Regions from separate parts of the Zea mays genome. Here region 2 is linked to region 1. Evidence: chromatin contacts called from public Hi-C data. All regions are on one chromosome and are shown on one strand. Each heading gives the region's core, a stretch centred on a gene start, on an enhancer-like site or on the middle of the called end of the contact. The rest is flanking DNA. Distances are from core to core; before and after follow the strand shown.

The links. A called contact is a pair of places that touch in the nucleus more often than the background predicts.
Region 2: a contact with region 1 is called in a Hi-C map of ear, with 2.2 times the contacts expected there. The contact joins two enhancer-like sites. A contact is called at or near these places in 2 of 25 Hi-C or Micro-C datasets (ear and tassel).

Annotation. Positions count from the first base shown.
Region 1 is chr2:120,694,046-120,697,020 of Zm-B73-REFERENCE-NAM-5.0, reverse strand. No RefSeq gene overlaps it. Among protein-coding and RNA genes, the nearest start is that of LOC103646909, 15 kb to the right of the region's middle. Within about 2 kb of position 1,405, at least 11 of the 20 cell types and tissues checked have an H3K27ac peak or open chromatin away from gene starts, as enhancers often do. A contact at or near this core is called in ear, where this site is marked.
Region 2 is chr2:120,948,675-120,951,649 of Zm-B73-REFERENCE-NAM-5.0, reverse strand. No RefSeq gene overlaps it. Among protein-coding and RNA genes, the nearest start is that of LOC103648883, 53 kb to the right of the region's middle. Within about 2 kb of position 1,524, at least 8 of the 20 cell types and tissues checked have an H3K27ac peak or open chromatin away from gene starts, as enhancers often do. A contact at or near this core is called in ear, where this site is marked.

The DNA of each region.
Region 1 (2,975 bases), core at 156-2,655:
GCGGGCGGTCGTGCGGCGGGCGGGCGGGCTGCTAGAGGCGGGGGAATCGCGGCTGGGTGGGGGCGGGCGGGCGGCGGTTGTCTGCTGTACGCGTGCGGGATCCGCGGGTGGCAGGGGAGAGCGGGGACAGTCTACAGATGACGCTTAATAGTTGTAGAGATTTTAAATTCAAACTTTGTGATAAACAACTCCTCAGTTTGAAATGTACAGTTTGATAATATCAGTGTGAAAGGTATTTATTCTGATTTTTATTTTATTTTATATAGTATTTTTCTCATTTCTTCACTTCTCTTATTTCAAATCCTAATTCTCAATTTAGGATTCAAGCTTTTAATAATTATTATCTTATTATTATTATCCTTATTATTTTATTTAATGGACAAACATATAAAACTCCAATAAGATGCACTTTCTTTTATTTTAGTATCATTGGTTTTAATTAATCACTCTTAATTACCTGTATGCTCTTTTTATGATGCAAATATGGCACACAAAATAAGGAGATCCAATATAATATCACTTTATACATTTTTGGGTATTACAGTGGCGGAGTGCAGAATCATGACGCTCGATCATGCTAAACAAGTGGTACACGTAGAGAAAGATAGGGAGAACTATATGTGGGGCGAATTCCATACCGTGAGTTATGCGGCAGGGTGATTTGACAGTCAGACGACGGAGAGTAGAGTGCCAGCCATGGTGGATGGCAGCGGCTGCAACCAGCCCATGAACAACGATGATGAAGCCTGATGAGACTCCCCGTTGGAGCATCCGGCGAGCACCGCATTCGCCAGCCCCGACCATATTGCCACGAACCCTTGTCATCCCGAGTCCGGGTCCCCTGGTTCATCACTACCGGCCGGCGGTGTCTCTCAATTGTGGCTCTCTCTCTCTCTTATTCTCTGCTTGCGGCAACAAGACTTTCTCGGCTTACGGCAATGGCGAGGACTCGTGGTTCTCCGTCGTGGGTACACGCAGCTCTATTTGATGGCCTACAGGGTGCGTGGGCAGTCATATATGTATCCTAGGCAGTGGTGGCCCCGAGGGTGGGCAGAGGGGCAGTTGTTCTGGGCCCCTGAATTCGTAGGGCCTAATTCTAGTCATATGATCAAATAGCACATCAACAAAATAATAAATATCTAAACACGTTAGAAAAAAAATTAAAGTGATATTATAATATATATATACTTTTATTTACTTATTATTTGATATAAATATTTTTAAATGTATTTTGAGTGTTTAATTAGTAACATTTATATATTAAAAATAATTTGAAGGGTCTCTGTTTAAAATCTTGTCCCGGGCACCTAAAATGATAGGACCGTCACTGATCCTAGGGAAGGGTGCTCGGCTGGTAGAGTGAAAAGTGCGGTTAGTTTGGAGTTGGTAAACTAACCCCGGTTATCATGGATCCTCGGCTTAGGTCGTTTAACAGAATTGAATATCCGTATAGGAGATGGGGCTGTCATCTGGGCCACACAGCAGTGCAAAAAAAACTAAGATGATGAAGTCATTCGCGGCTGGATGATTAAAAGAAAAAAATCACAATGCATGGACCACGTGAAGGGAGGAGTGGTCGAGTGGTCTCAGATGTGATAGGCTGCTCGGCTAAAGGAAGATTCCTTTCTTCTTTTCTATGTTAAATTTCAAATTCAAACGTAAGTTTGAATAGCAAATTTCAAAACGCACAAACAAACTCCAGCATGCAAAGCAAAAGTTTTTATTTTATTTCTATTAATTAATTATTTAGACAATGCTTCTAAATATACAACTCATACACACAAAATAATATGTTTTCATAAAATATTTCGAATATTCATAATACTTTCTAATGTATAATCTCCATTAAGGGATACCTTTAACTTGAAACTTTTAAAAAGTCTCTACATATATAATTCGTGAGGGCATAAATTCACTCTAATAAATTAAGAGTCTTTAATTTGGTCTTTACTAAAAGAAGGTTCCTAAACACAAAGTTATTTTTTAAGAATAGTCCATGAGTTCAATATTTGATGATGTTATCTCTAGTTTTCAAAGTTTAATTCTAAGCTTCGAGCTACCCACAAGTTTAATATTACAATTTATGTTCTTTAGGGAAATGTATTTTGAAAAGAAAGGAATTTACTCTTAAGGTACACTCTAACTCATTTTCTTTGGGAGAAAATCCCCAAAATAGGATTTTGGGTGTTACAAATTCTACCTTTCAAGCTTAACTTGTCTCAAAAATTTGAGTACAAATGCAAACATAGAAGAATTCGAGCATGATATGCATTTTTTCTATATTTATTTATTTGTTGTTTAAACAATATAATTCTATTAATTGAATATGCACAAATAAGTAATCTCCAACAGTTCCATAATCCTAAAACCCTACACAATAATATTTATACATTTATATCATTATTATTATTTTTTTCTCTGATACAATTTTTTGGGCTTTACACCAAAGGCCGTTGAAATAAATCAAACGGCCTCGAAGACAGAAAATGAGACAACAACTTCACAGCTCTCTGCAGGTATGGCAGACAGTCCGGCTATAAAGGCCGGACCATCCGCAGATGACACGGACCGTCCGACTCTCGAGTCCGGACCATCCGCACCACACCAGGACACCTCCAATGACGTGCTGACGCCCATAGAGGAGGACTACCTACTAGGAGAAGACCTGGTCGACTACGAAGCTTCTCCAGAGCACCCAGGTATGGACATAAATGTTATTACGTTTTTCGCCGATTGTACTATTGTCGGCGACGATGAACCTGTCGTTGCTCAGTTCAACTTTGGTCCTAAAGAGGCCGCCTTCACTAAACCAAAGGAATCAGTAAACTATTTAAAGCAGCTCTTTGTGCGCGGTCACATTGATGGGATACCGATTGCTAAAATGTTGGTAGACGGGGGGCGACCGTAAATCTAATGCCTTATTCATTATACAGAAAATTAGGTAAACTGTACGACGAACTTGTCAAGACCAACAT
Region 2 (2,975 bases), core at 275-2,774, 250 kb before region 1:
TGGATCGATTAATGGTATGTGGATTTGGTTGTGTATAGCAACAAACAATAGACCTCAGTTTTTGATCGATTAACATTTAATATCCGGTTTATGTCCATCACATAATACAGGGAGGATGCATGCATAATCGTATCCTATGATGATGCATATGCTCTGACTAAAACTCCAAAGAGTGACACGAGATTGGCGCTAATGGAAGCAGAGCATACGTAAGGCTGACAATGGGCTATAATTTTTGCACTATAAGATTTAAGTATCGAAGCGGGTTAGGATCAGGCTTTATTTCTAGTCATTTTTGAACTATAATTTATTTAGGGCCTTGACATTTTGTGAAGAACTATTTGGATCACGATCCATTACCGTCGCTAGCAAGGTATGGACATACCTGATCAGTACTCAAAGCAATACCACCGGTGCACAAGGATGGAGATCGGCGGTGGCTGACGCCACAATGAACACTTATGTGCTCGGCGTTGCGACGGCCGCGAAGGATCTTGGCAAATATGATGACGGCTGAGAAGGATCACGCCGCCCTCAAAAATCACTCCGGTGTTCACCTCGCCTCCGTTTGACTCTCAACCAAACACTATAGAAAATGTGGCCGCCTCATTCCATCCCTCTTTGTACATTTAACCAAACGCACCCTTAGCAAATACGACATGTGTATTTGGACTGGGGTTGCAACAGAAATATTGCAAAGCATGGTGCGGTGGCGTGATGCGAGTATGGGCTGACCCAGTTCAAATTTTTGGTTTTTTGTGGCGTGTTGGAGATCACAAGAAACTAAGGGATGATATTATGGGGTTCTTTTGGAGATGCTCTAAGGCCATCTCCAGTAGATCTCATATCTTATACCTTATTTCAAACTAAAAGTGTCAAACAGTGTCATCTACAGTTCCGCGTCCCATATTTTACAAGATCCGCCGAAGACAACTTAAGGACTGTACAACCCTATTTAACATAGGGTCTCTTGGAGACTCCAGAATATCAATACACGATTCTTCATATATAATCTCTTAACTACATTTATAATATATGGTTTCAGGGTTGTATCGTATAGTATAGTCTTTTAACTATCTGAAAAGCCAATCTTTTACGTGACCTGATCAACCCAACTATATATATATATACCCTCATAACAATTCTTATGAAAACGGGCTAAATTATTATCTTTTATGTGCCAAACAATAATAGAGTGTTTGATTTGATAAATGAGCTAGTCCGTCATTTTCTCACGCCTCATTTTTTTTATTTGGTTTATGAATGGAATGAGTTGATCCATCACTAGTTCATTCCTTATAATTTGTTAGTTAATACTAATATGGAAAATAAGATCATTACACCAAATTTAATAAATAGATTTATGATACATCACCTCATTTTAAATAGAGTGATTTTTCAAACCAAAGACCTATTAATACTGCCGCTACATCCGTGACCCTGCCGAGTGGTGCATGACCACACGACACGTGGAGCTACAAGCCACCAAACGCTGGCGGGCCTGGAGCTGCTGCTGGCTGGAGGGGTCCCTCCCCTAAATAGCCTCACCCATCTCATCTCGTATATAAACACCACGCCCTGCCCTATACCATCATCATCGCAGGGCGAAAGTAACGCACGAGAGAAGTAGCCACCACCAGGCATCAGCAACAGCTCCTGGCCGTGCTCCTCCCCTAAAATGGCCCGCGCTAGATTAAAATGGGTTTCTAAAATTTAAAGGGGTAGATATAGGGGTAGATCACATAATTAGAAGTCTTCTTCTACCTTCATTTGTATACTCGCAGCACATACGACAGGAGGCAGAGGGCTCTTGACTGCGGGGTGGAGGGCAGAGGGCTCTGGATGCGGCGCCAGCGACGGAGCTCTAGCGAGGTGCAGCGCAGCACTGCAGCGAGCAACATCGGTATGCGACAGTGCTGAGTAATAGTAGCGGCGTAGCTTCGACGACAACAACGGGCAGAAGCGCGAGGGGAGGGCGGCGAGCTGCAGGGCTTCTCCATTCAGTGGCAAGGGAGCAGTAGGGCTGGGAGAGGCGAGCGTGCAAAGTGGAAGAAGGGAGCGAGCGCAGCCCTATTTATAAGTTAGGGATGGGATTTGCAGGCGGCTTAATAGTCATTGAATTAGCACAACGAACCCCACTGAAACGCTCGCGGTGAAGAGCACATTAATGGCGGCAGCACTGGGAGAAGAAGCGGGCGTTCGTGAGTGGAGAAAAGGAAATGAAAACGGACGTGCGGCTTCTGATGCTCGAGGAGGCGAGAGGCGAGGAGACAGAAGAGCCGGCGGCACTCGGCGACCGTGCCGTTACAGCGAGGCCAAGCGACAACTCGATCACTGTGAAGAACGTAGAAGAAGAACAGAAGTGGGACCTGTCTGCTGTGAAAGAAATGAGGGAGAGAGAGAGACACGTGCGATTGGTGGGCTGGGATTTTGGGTCACGAATGCATGCGATTAGCAATTTGTTTCTTTTTTATTTTCATTTACCTTTTTTAACTTAAAACGTACGTGTATATATCCAATAATAATAGTATACTCTATTTAAATATAAATTATTTTAGGGAAAATCCACTAATTAAATAAAATGGACTTCACCAAAAAGAGATAAATAATTAAAATCGAGATTCTTGCAATTAGTTATAAGAAAAAATTATTAGCACTACAAAATAAGTATTTTCCAAATAAAAATATTATTTTACCAATTCATTATTACTTTATAAAATAATATTTTCTCACAAATTATATCGACAAATTGGATTTGAAAATCCACCAAACAAAATACATGCTTTGGCATGAATGCATTAAACACATGAAATTTTATTTATTTAAGAAATTGTTCCATTCATTTATATCACCATTTCATTATTTGAGAACACAAGTATTTTCTTTTCTATTAAAACTAATAAATTAACTAGATTGCTTTTGACTGATGGATTAAGGGTGTTACATTAACCCGTTGCACGCTCGTCCTCTCCGCG